2 separate regions of the Ovis aries genome follow, and region 1 is linked to region 2. A link is a contact called in public Hi-C data. All regions are on one chromosome and are shown on one strand. Each heading gives the region's core, a stretch centred on a gene start, on an enhancer-like site or on the middle of the called end of the contact. The rest is flanking DNA. Distances are from core to core; before and after follow the strand shown.

The links. Hi-C and Micro-C count contacts between places; a contact is called where the count stands out from the background.
Region 1: a contact with region 2 is called in a Hi-C map of liver, with 2.0 times the contacts expected there. The contact joins the promoter of PFDN1 here to the enhancer-like site in region 2.

Annotation. Positions count from the first base shown.
Region 1 is chr5:49,170,069-49,176,007 of ARS-UI_Ramb_v3.0, reverse strand. It overlaps PFDN1 (prefoldin subunit 1), which reads left to right and starts at 2,911. Exons shown (of 4, transcript XM_004008862.5): 1 at 2,911-2,959; 2 at 5,520-5,686. The coding sequence starts at 2,927.
Region 2 is chr5:49,091,947-49,098,093 of ARS-UI_Ramb_v3.0, reverse strand. All of the region lies in intron 2 of CYSTM1 (cysteine rich transmembrane module containing 1), which reads right to left. Among named protein-coding and RNA genes, the nearest start is that of CYSTM1, 65 kb to the right of the region's middle. Within about 2 kb of position 1,548, at least 18 of the 54 cell types and tissues checked have an H3K27ac peak or open chromatin away from gene starts, as enhancers often do. A contact at or near this core is called in liver, where this site is marked.

The sequences.
Region 1 (5,939 bases), core at 1,662-4,161, 77 kb before region 2:
CTGAAAACTTTTTAGGGCTTTCATAGACAGTGTCTTCCTGTCATTTTAGAAACTCTAAAGAGGGAAAGACAATAACATTTATTTTGAAGTCCAAAATAAAAGGGTGATAATATAGTGGCTGCCCATACATAAATGTATATCACATTCTGCCAACTTTATGCTCTGGGCAAAGTTTCTTTTCCCCTAAGTTTGCTTCATTCATGTAGTGTCAAGAATTAGCATAAAAATTGGTCTGGAACCTATGACTCTCTCAGGGCTCTGGTAGAAGTGAATGTGGAGGAATTCCCTGCCAGTCCAGTGGTTAGGACTTGGTATTTTCATGCCAAGGGTCTGGGTTCAGTCCCTGGCTAGGGAACTAAAATCCCAAAAGCCACAAGGTGCAGCAAAAAAAAAGTGAATGTGAGATGTTTCTAAAGTCCATGGATATGCTGGACACTGAGGACAGGTTCTAATAAAAAATTTATGAGTCAAATGAGAAAATCAGCTCTCATAAGAAAGACCAGCAGATGCCCAACAGTGGAAGAATTCATACCCCAAAGATTTCAACTGATAAGACAGAAATAAATTAAAAAATAGTTATGTTAATTATGTTTTAATTATTTTCACCATTAGGTAAGAACATATCATTGCATATCATTATGGAAAAGAAAAGAACATGTAGATTTGAAAAAAGAACAAATATTTTTTTTCATTTTTTAAAATGTGGTAAAATATACATAACATTTACTATTATAATCATTTTTAAGTGTACAGTTCAGTGGTATTAAATACATTGACATTATTGTGTTACTATCACTACCATCCCTCTCCAGAACTCTTTTCATCTTATAAAACTGAAACTCTACACCTATTAAACAAGAATTCCTGGGCTTACCTGGTAGCTCAGTGGTAAAGAATCCACCTGCCAATGCAGGAGACACTGGTTCGATCCCTGATCCAGGAAGATTCCACATGCCCATGGAGAGACTAAGCCCATGCACCACACTATTGAGCCTGTGCTCTAGGGCCCAGGAGCCACAACTACTGAGTTATGTGGCTGAACTGCTGACTCCCTTGCACCCTAGAGTCTGTGCTCCACAACGAGAGAAGCCACCACAATGAGAAGTCCATGCACCACAACTAGAGAGTGCAGCAATGAAGACCCAGTATGGCCAAAAAGAAATAAATAACATTAAAAATTTTTTCCTTTCTATCCCTTCCTCCTGGCCCCTGGCAACACTATTCTACTTTCTGTCTTTATGATTTTGTCTACTCTGAGTCCCTCATATTGGAGAAGGACATGGCAACCACTTCAGTATTCTTGCCTGGGAAATCCCATGGACAGAGATGACTGGCTAGCTATAGTCTATGGGGTTACAAGAGTCAGACACAATCTAGTGACTAAACCACCACCACCACCACCAAGTTCCTTGTACAATGGAATCATACAGTATTTGTCTTTTTGTGACTGGTTTATTTCACTTAGCATAATGTCCTCACATTTTGTTTATCCATTTGTCGAATGATGGACATTTGAACAGCTAATAAGTCTAATAAAAAAAAATTTTTAAGACAGATAGTGTCATGTGTCTTGAAAAAGGAACAGAAGTAGTCTTGAAATTCCAAGGAGAGATTATTTATGGTCTGTGTGATGTAAAAAATAAAAAAAATACATAATGGATACATATTATGTGTCTGCTGCTTGCTGTATCTTGAAAGACAAATATAACAATGCTAACTACATGAACTTAATTATACCTTTTTATTGTGTGCCTACTGTGTGCATTGTGCTATGCTTGGAGCTTTCCATCCTGATCTTGTTTACTCCTCAGAATAACTCTGTTAGGTCAGTACTGTTATTCTCATATTAAATGAGGAGACAGACTCTGTTGATACACAACTAGTAAATGGAAGCAGACATACCTACGCTCAGTGTAGACCAAACCTTGAATACAGATTTGTTTAGTTCCAAACTCCCTGCCCTTTCCCCTGCCTCACAGGTTTTTAGAGTAAGGAAGATATCCATTTCTTTCATGTCCATCCTTCTAGTCATCCTTCTGGTTCAAATGCCAGCTATTTTACAGCAGATTTTCAAAATGTGGTTTGCAGTCCACTTAGATCAGATCATAAAAGGAGTTTGCAAAAGTATGTATTTCTGTGCCCCATATCAAAGATTCTAAGTAAGTTTGGGATGAGGATCAGAGAATCTGCATTTTTTTTTTCTTTTAAAAAGAAATTTGGTTTCTCGTGAGAACTCCTGTGTCTACAAGGTCTTCTGAGAACATTCAGTATAAATAAGTTCTTTGGGAAAACGCTTCAACTAAGCCTTCTGGACACGGCTGAGCGACTGAACTGAACTGAAGCCTTCTGGTCTTCTCCATGCTGCCATGTCTGAAACTCAGGCTGATTCTTTCTCATCCCTCCCTGACAGCACAGGACTCGCTGAAGGCATGAATGACTTTAAAGGTTTTAGCTTGATCTACATACATCTTAATTTAGCGACACAAACTAAACTATTTGTCGAAGTGGTTAAAACCACACACGAGGGGACGGAGGCGGGAGGGGGGTTCAGGATGGGGAACACGTGTACACCCGTGGCGGATTCATGTTGATGTATGGCAAAACCAATACAATATTGTAATTAGTCTCCAATTAAAATAAATAAATTTATATTAAAAAAACACACACACGAAATCTGCAGATTGTGCCGTGTTTGGAAGGATGTGGAGAATCACGGCAGGCCCATAGGTCACGTGGGGAAGACGTACTCTGAATCGGAATCCCGGTTATTTCAGGCGTTAATAACGACGGGGAAGGTAGGAAAACCAAGCAGCCCCACTCATGCGCAGGCGCAGAAGGAAGAGGCCCTATCAAATCTTCAGGGCGCGCCCTTCCCCCACGCTCTTTCCGGGCTTCTCCCACTGCGCAGGCGCAGTAGTGAAGCAAGATGGCGGCCCCCGTGGATCTGGAGTTGAAGAAGGTAAAAGAGGGTCTTGAGCAGGCAGAAGCTTTTCTTTGGAAGCTAAGGCGACTGTGGACAATAATGTCGAGTGAGTCTCGAGTGCTGCGGAAGGAAAGAGGCCCCAGGGAAATGGGGAGTGGTTTCTCAGAGTGCAAAGGCGGGACCGGGCCTCCTTAGGCGGGAGTCGAGGGCGAGCGGCTCTTTGCCGGGTAAGAGCCGGTTGGGCTGGGCCTGGTTAAGTTTGGCGGGCCTATAGCTGTTTTGTTCCCTTGTTCCGAGCTCCAGAGACCTTTCGTTGCTCTTGGTGCCTTCAGTTCCATAGTGAGGCCTGAAATGAGCGCTTCCAGTTGGAGCCTCTTAGCCTGCTTGCCCGAGCTGTAGCATCTGTAATTCTGTATACTAATTTGCTTTGAAAAACTCCAAGTCCAGTCTGTTTTTAGGTCAGTTCTTTAATCCCATATCTTGTAAGGTCGCTTCATACAGTTCAGTCAGGTATCCTCGTAGCAATGTTCATCTTAGGGCTTTGCCAACAACCGCCCCCTCCCCACCCTCGTTTTTAAAGATTTGTCAAAGAAGAAACAAGTCAAAGGTTTCCAGATCAAATTGGTATCAGAAGGAATTGAGTTTCTCTCTTCAAACAATTGCCTAGAAATGTGTTGTTACACAGAAATGTTTTCACCACCTGAGAGTTGTCAGGATTCTAACACCACTACCGACTCAAAAGCGTATCCTTTTTTTTTTTTTTTTTTTTGCGAAGAGAAGGAGAATGGGGATTGGAAAGGAGCCTAGACTTCATCTACTTTAAACTGATACTTTTCTAGAAAAGGAAACAGTTTAACAGAAGAGTCAGCCCAAGCTTGGTTCTAGAATATTGCATTCTCTGCCTCACTTTCCACCTTTTGACCACTACTTGAGGTTAGAAGAGCAAATTTTGTTTAAGACTGTCTTGTAATCTATCTTTGCATGAGAAATAAGACAGTTGAAGTAGCTCTTCCACGTAATAGATGAAGCAGTGTATTATTGCTCTGAGGATTTGTGTGTGTGTATTGCCTTTTGTTTGGAACTTGTACCTTTACTCCTTATGGTGCTGTCTAGTGCTGTATTATCTCAGCTTTAACAAAATACTAGCTTCCTTACCAAACTGTGTCTTAAAGTGTTTTAAAAGTTTACCTTTTTTTTCCGTTAAAAGTTCAAATTTAAGTTAGGGTTTAGTGAGAGCTAACAATAGAATACAGCTATGAATGGACTTACCCCTCAGTATTATTTCAGTCTGTTGCTGGGAAACCTGTGGACAGTGAATGCAAACTAAGAAGATAATTACAGACTTAAATTGGGTAGTTTTGTCAACCAATAAAATTACAGAAGAAACTTGTTTAAAGGTCTTTTAATGTTTATAATTTTGGGGGGAGGGGAAGGGATGGAGACTAATAGGAAACTTTAGGTACCTCCTCTCCCCTCTAGATAAACCTTTTGAAACCTTACTAGTAGGTGAGAACAAAGTCAGAATAAAAGTTAGTAGCTTTTTGCCATGTATTGCAGCCACAGATGTTATTATTAAGTCAGAATTTGACAGCATGTGAAAATCATTCTAGGCACTTCAGAAGTATCAAAAACCTTTTAACAGTACTCAGAGGTCAAGTTTGGCTTATCGTGTGCATATGAAGATCATGATGCAATTCTTTTATCAATGCTTTGAATTTTTTTGTGTGTCTTTCTCTTAAAATATTCATTTTCTGAATATTACTGTGGATAGTAGAGTAGAAAGATTCAGTAACTAGCGGTCAGAAGTTAATTAAGTACTTGGTTTTTGACCTAGTAGTTGCTCAGCCCTGTGAAAGTCATTTATATCTCTTTAAAACATTTAGTTAATTTGTAAACTGTGCTGATGAATCTGCCATCCTTAACTCAGGATTATTGAAAAGAGAAAATGAGACATTTATTATATGTCAGTATTCTCATATTAATATTCACATGTTAATATTTCAAACAAGTGTGGGAAAGTGCTTTAAATAATCTTGAGTAGTACAGATGTGGTGAGTTGTTACATTAATGGTTCCTGATTTGGGTCTCTGGGTTTGTGATTGTTGCCTTTAGAGCTTTTATTAATCCTTGGGTACCTGCTACTTGATATGGTTGTTATTTACCGTGCCTTTGTTCAGCTTCTTCAGATAGGTTGCATCTTCTGAGGACTGGGTAAGTTCAGTACAGTTGACTCTTGAACAGCATTGGTTTAAACGTCAGGGATCCAGTTGTACACAGATTTTTAAAATAGTAAATACTAGAGTACTACATGATATGTAGTTGGTTGAATCAACAAATGTAGAACCAGGGATACAAAGGAACTGCTATATGGAGAGTCAACTATAAATTATACTTGGATTTTCAACTGCACAGAGGGTCAGTGCTTCTAATCACTGAATTGTTCAGGGCTCAAGTTTTTAGCAGACTGGCTTTGAGATGTTTGCTGTGGTAAATTTCACGGCTTTGTCTGTTTAACAGGCTTCATTTTAATAGATTTGATATAGACATTTACTGTAAAATGTTGCACCTACTAAATCAAGGACTTATTTCTTTTTAGGCCTTCACAGAGCTTCAAGCCAAAGTTATTGACACTCAACAGAAGGTGAAGCTTGCAGATGTACAGATTGAACAGCTGAACAGAACGAAAAAGCATGCACATCTTACAGATACAGAGATTATGACTTTGGTAGATGAGACTAACATGTATGAAGGTGTAGGAAGAATGTAAGTAAAGTATATCCTTAAGGGGGTTATCCTGAAAGAAGTTTACCTGAATTAAGTCATAGAATTTGTTCACTTTACAACTTGGGTTAAAGTATCATAGTAGCTTTAAAGAACACTAGGTCAAATATCTTTTTTCTTTTAAATGAGAAACTGAGTTCTAGGTAAATGTGTTTAATCTTAAACTTTGAAGTACATTTTAAAAATATTTATTCCAAGTTCTTCTCTCCATACTTAGGTACTTATGTGTGTAGCT
Region 2 (6,147 bases), core at 299-2,798:
GCATGGGTAGTGCTGGACAGGGAAACCCAAAATGCAGTTGGCTGTTGCTTCCCTTGCCTAATCTCTGGTTGCATTCTCCTTGTCAGTGGACTGGCTCTGCTGCCCCGAGGATAGAAAGGCTCCCTCCCCTGCAAAGGCAGCCTGCTGGACCCAGGCCAGAGACCTAGTCCATGGCTGGGCTCCTGTGTGCTGGGCCCTGCAGTCTCTCTCAAGCTGCCTTTATGGAGGTGCTCACTACTCAGTCCGTGCTAAGGGCCTTCACAGCCCCACCGGACACCTGTCTGCTCCCAGCTTCCCCACTCCCAGCCCTTCCTCCTGTCAGAACCACTGACCCACAGGTAGCTTCATCAGGAAGACAAAGATGTCTCCGTCTTGCTTCCTCTGTCACCTTCCTCCTCTAGTCCACATCCGTCCTAGACAGGGCTTATTTCACATGACGTCCTCCACAGCCTGGTGCAGTAGAGACTCTGAGCTGATTACCCCCAGACAGTGGTTACAGAGGTTAGAAATAGTCAGTCTGGCTAAAAAAAAAACCCCAAAAAACAGAACTTCAAGCCCGAGGGCTGTGTCAGCCTTGATGGGGGTAGTTAGTGCTGTACCTACCTTAGAAACCCGGTCAGTTATTTCCTGGAGCACTGAGTCTTCCAAAGCCCTTATTATGACTTTTTCCTTCGCATTAGCTGAGGACAGAACCTATCCCCACAGACTGTAGAGAAGATGGGGGTGGTGGTGGTGGAGTCTGTGTGGTAAAGTAGGTCTGGAGGTATGAGTGAAGTGATTTCCTTGCTTTTCTTCCCATCGCCAAAGCAGGGATGATGGGCACAGGAGAAGGCTCTGAGGAACACCTCACAGCACTCACTGTGGGGCCCAGGAACTCCGTTTTTTATAACTGCATCTTCCTAGGTGCCCTTCCTACCTGCGCAGTCTGAGGTACTGCACCTCCAGAGGGGCCTGCTGCGCTGAGCTGCCGGTCTGGTCTGCCCACCCCACCTCGGATGTGCTCCTCACATCCTCTACTCTGCCACCTGTCCCCATCCCTGCCCTGCAGTGGTGAACCCCGCTTCCCCTTGAGAGCTGCCATATTGCCCTAGCTCAGCAGTCAGGATGCAGCTGTGCTGCCCGAGTCCTGGGCCGGGACAGCCTCCCTGGGTACCTTAAGTCAGGGCACTGTATATACACCACAGCTTCGCTGGCCGTACTGGTTCCCCAGCAGGAGCTGGGACGTAGAGGATTCTAACACAGGTGTTTCCACACCCAGGCCACATGAGCCTTACTGGCAACTGGCCTATACTGGCAAGCTGAGCATGGGGGCATGGTTATGTAAGATGTTAAACATTAAGGGAGGCTGGACCAAGAGTATACAGCAACTGTACTATTTCTGACTCATCTGTAAATCTACAATTATTCCAGAATTAAAAAAAATTTTTTTTCTTTTAAAGGAAGGAACAATGGAGAGGGATCAAAAGTGCAGTGGGAGCAGTCAGTGCCCAGTGAGGGGCACTGGGTCTGGCATGTGCAGGGGCTGCTCACACAGCGCTCCTACTTAGGGGTCCAGTGCCCCCTTGTGGCCAGCCTGGGTGCCAGCTCCTGCTGATGCAGGCAGGCCTTCAGAGATGGGCCCACACGCAGAGCACCCAAAAGGCTTACCATCCCATTTGCTGCGTAGTGTGTCAGGAGTCAAGGCCACCTTATTCAGCCTGTGCCCTGGTCCCAGGAAGGGACTGAACAGACTCTCAATTTCCAGAAAACTGTGGGTGAGTTGGAGAGCAGGTCTAGGGGTTCTTTCACCAGCTTGTCTGCCTTGCCCTGACACAGCCCTTTGGTACCAACCTTCAGTGTCCTCAGCCCCATTCCAGGGGTGTGGCCTGCAGAGGGGCAGGTACTGAGAGTTGCCACATGAATGCAGGTGTAAAGACAGCGTGAGTAGTGGTGGTATCGGGCTTGGGGGATGTAGAGGGAAGGGTGAGTGAGCATGTGTGTGACTTGGAGGCCCAGCCTAGGTCAAAGGCCCAGGGGAGCTGAGCAGACTCTGGCAGAGGATCCTCATCCACTGTCTTGCCTCAGCTGGAAGCAGAGAAGACAGATGCAAGATGCTTGGAGGCATGCAGCCCCCTGGGCCCAGGTGCCTGCTCGCCAAGTCCTGGGGTCTTCTCCAGGGCCACCAGCCACACCAGCCAGCGGTCCCAAATTCTAGGACTACCATAGTGTACACCCAGGGGGCAGGTATTCACATGGGCTACTCAGAACCCTGGTTCCGGGCACGCATTGGGCAAGTAGGGCTCCAGGCCACACAGGGACCCGGGCAGGAATGTGAGTGGAGACTCAGCCAAAGGCTCCAGTTCTTAGTCAGCCCCATCCTGGAATCTGAAACCTTGACTTGCTCAGCTCAGACATTTTAAATGATTAATCAAGGGCTTTGAAGTGGTAATTGAGCCTTAGCAGGCCATTAGTTCTTGTTCCTGCATCTGTCTGCAGTCCCAGCCCAGGAAGCTAGTAAGGAGAAGCAGATACAACAGACTGGGGCCTCACAGACAGTTCTGGGCCTTCTTGCTCCAGAAACGAAGGAAGCTGTACCTTGGCCTCTTGTGCAGGCTCAGACCAGTGGTGGGCACCCCATGCTGCTCCTTTACTGCTGAGACCACCACAGCCCAGCGCCGCCCCAGGAGTGCCCCCGGCGGAGGTGACAGCTCTGCCAGAGGCAGGAGGCCTGTGGTCAGTGCTCAGCTGTCTTCACCCCATCTTCTAAACCAGCATCCAAAACAACATAAGAAGGCCAGCCTTCCGCGAGGTATCAGAGGATGCCAAACAGCCCTCCTACTGCTCAGACCAAGAGGGAGGAAGAGGGAAAAATCGTAATGCATCTGAGGAATAAGTACAATCTCAAGACGGCCCCAGGACAGCTCCTGCGCCTTCCGAGCAGCCAGAGAGAACACACTGCTGGCTGAGGATGCACTTGCGCTTTCCTTGGATGTGCACGTACGGCGGGACCATTTTTTACTCAGCACAAGGGGGCTGCACTCAGGACGGAAGCTGTCCTAAAGGCAGTACCCCTCTGCCACCTGCTCTGAAGGCCATGAGCACCAGGTAAATACGCTGGGGGAGGGCTGCGTAGGGGATGAAGGGCGGCCAGGAGCATAGAGGCAGTCAAGGGAGTGTGGTTTTCACTGGAGTCTGGAGGTTAAGAGCGGGAGAGGTGAGGTGCAGCTTCTTCCTCCACAGCAGGAGGGCTGTGGGGCTGGTGCACCATCACAACCTTGGTGCTCCCGGCTTCACGCCTGCCCTGCTACTCCTGCAACTTCAGCCATGTCTTCCACGACCCTGTCCCTCTCCTTGCTTCAGTGTCCCAAGACACCTACTCCAAGGCACAGCAGTCTGGGAGCTGGCCCACCAGTTCATCCGTCCACTCACATGCCTGCTGCCTGCCGCCCCACTGAGCAGTCAGTCAGCCCAGGATCACTGTCAGAGTGCCAAGTGGTGGTGTGGATTGGTCTGGAAAGGGTGGGAGTCTGCTGTGTGGGTCCCTGTCCCGAGATCTCCAGAAGTGCAGCCACCACCATCCTCCGAGGAGGAGCTGCTAGACAAAACCCAGCAGCCATCACGGCCGAGCCTTCCGGGGGTCTAGGCGACCCCAGCCTGCCTCAGCCCGAGCACCCAGAGAAGGGCTCAGTCACAGGCCAGCCTGCACTTTCGCCCTGTCCAGCACAGTCAGTCCTATGAATAGCAGACTTGATGGCAAAGTTTTCTCATGAACTACAAAAAGGTTAACTACATGTGGACATCTCACACCAGTCTGGCAAGTAAGACTGGACTGCCACCACCTCCTGTGACCCTCTCCTTGGGCTAGACCTGCTGGGGCCACTGGGACAGAGGTGGTTGTGGATACGGGGGCAGTTGAGAACATCCCAGATGCCAGAATTGCAAATGAAACTGCCTTGGAGATCACGTGGCAGTCATTTTTTGGTAAGAAAAGGATCCTGAGCTCAGAAGGGAGGTGGTAGCTAAGGCTGCACAGTGAGTTGATGGTGGGTCCTGGCCTGTCACCCGGTGCTCCTGGCCCAGTGCTGTCTGCACATCAAGGTTAGGCTCACTTCAGATCAGACGCCAGGCTGCCTGCAAGTGCCCTGAAAAACAGACTGTGGAGAGGCGGAAGGCCTCTCCTCCACTGCCCCATTCTCCCTTGAAATCCAAGGTTTGTGTGCGAGCAAGATCTAGCCCTCACCCTCTGCCACAGTGTCCAAAAGAGTCAGAGCAGAATGGCCCTGGCCCAGCAGCAGTCAGCCGGGAGATGAGTGAGTGCCAGGGTCCCTCCTGACAGCCATTCGGCCCAGAACAAGGCACTTCTTGGGGGCATGCGGGAGAGGTGTACTTGGACTGTTCCCCTGAAGAAATCGACTTCAGACTTTCCTTGGGCCCCCACCACTTGAGTTACTTTATTCTCTGAGGGCAACAGCTGCGTACGTGGGCTCTCTGCAGGGCACTGCACAAGTGACAGTCAGCTTCCCATGCCCCAGCCTCTGGCTGGCGAAGTGGGGAAGGGGCATAGTGCCTAAGAGCCTACGTTTTGTGACAAAAACAAAGTAAAATGTATGGCCTGGGGCCTGGCACAGAGTGAAGCAGGGAGGACTCATAATGGGGGAACCACAGTGTGACGATACCCTACAGAAAGATCACCGAAGTCTGGGTTCTCAGTCTGTGTGCAGGGAGGGGCTCCTCCCACTAGTCCACATTCAGGCTGGGATCTGCACTTGCGGCACTGAATCACGGGATGACAAAAGCAGAGGAGCTGGCTGTCCACGTGAAGCACAGCTGCTCAGAAAAGGGAAGGAAGAGACAACCCAGGGAGAAGCAAGGGGAAGGCTGAATACAAACAGCTTTAGCTGTTGAGGCCCCTCAAGAGAATAGAGAGTGAGCTATTTAGAAACATCCCATTTCTCGAGATACAGGGAGTAAGGAGACCCTCATACATACACAGGTGAGCATCTGCCTGGATATGGTGCGTCTGTGGCTGCCACTAAGACCATGCACCCACTAAGGGCCACAGGAGGACATAATACAAAAGAACAGTCAACAAAGGATGTACACGTTAAAAAAAGACTTCTGTCCACAGTCATAAAATATTCAAGTGAAAGGACATCCTCCCACCTCCGAGATGGAGATGCTGCAGAAGGCAAGGAGGTTGCTAAGGAGCCTGAACAGGGCACGTGAGCGCGAACGCACGAGTGCTGTCCCTCTTCCTCCGCTGGGACTCGACGCAGGGCTGGAAGCTGCCAGTCTGGGTGCACGCGGTGGAGATCCTGCAGTGCTCACTGTCTATATGTGGGGAGACAGGAACTCACTGCACTTACACAACACAAAAAAAACAAGGGCTTCCTTTCTTCCCTGTACCGACAGAAGAGGAAGACCAGGGCCCACAGAGCTGAGAGGCCCTGGCTCTGTTCTGCTGTAGCTGGGTGACTTCGGGTTAAGTCACTTGGCATCTTGGAGCTCCTGAATCCTCTGTAGGAAGTAAAGACAGCAGGGGAAGCTGCTGCCTTAAGAGGACATGTGAAAATGTAAAGTGGACAAAGGTGGATATCATTAAGATGGGTCAGAAAAGAAATCTCAATTTACAGCCAGGTTTCACCGTGGGTTGAGATCATATTCGTGCTCAGTCATGTCCGGCTCTTTGTGACTCCGGGGACTGCGGCACCCCCAGGCTCCCTGTCCGTGGGATTCCCCAGACAAGAACACTGGAGTGGGCTGCCATTTCCTTCTCCAGGAGAGCTTCATGACCCAGGGATCGAACCCGTGTCGGCAGGTGGATTCCTTACCACTGAGCTTTCAGACATTATCTTTCACGATTTGAAAAGCTAACTGTTTATGTTCACAGAGCTGAAGACCTGAGGTGCCAGGAGTTCCAATGCAGCCTCTACAACCACGTGTGCTGCCTGGCGGTGTGCACCAAGCTTCGTCTTGACAACTGGGCCACAGTGAGCACCCCGGGCCCACATCTACCGAAATGCCCCAGGCTGACGCAAGGGCTGAACAGCTTAGGGGACGGGTGCTCTATCCAAGCTTATAAAATGAAAAACCTAGATAAGTCTTTTTTTATTTTTTCTAAAAATCTGAGAAGATAATCAAGAGCTACTGCTTCCGCTGATGAGAAAA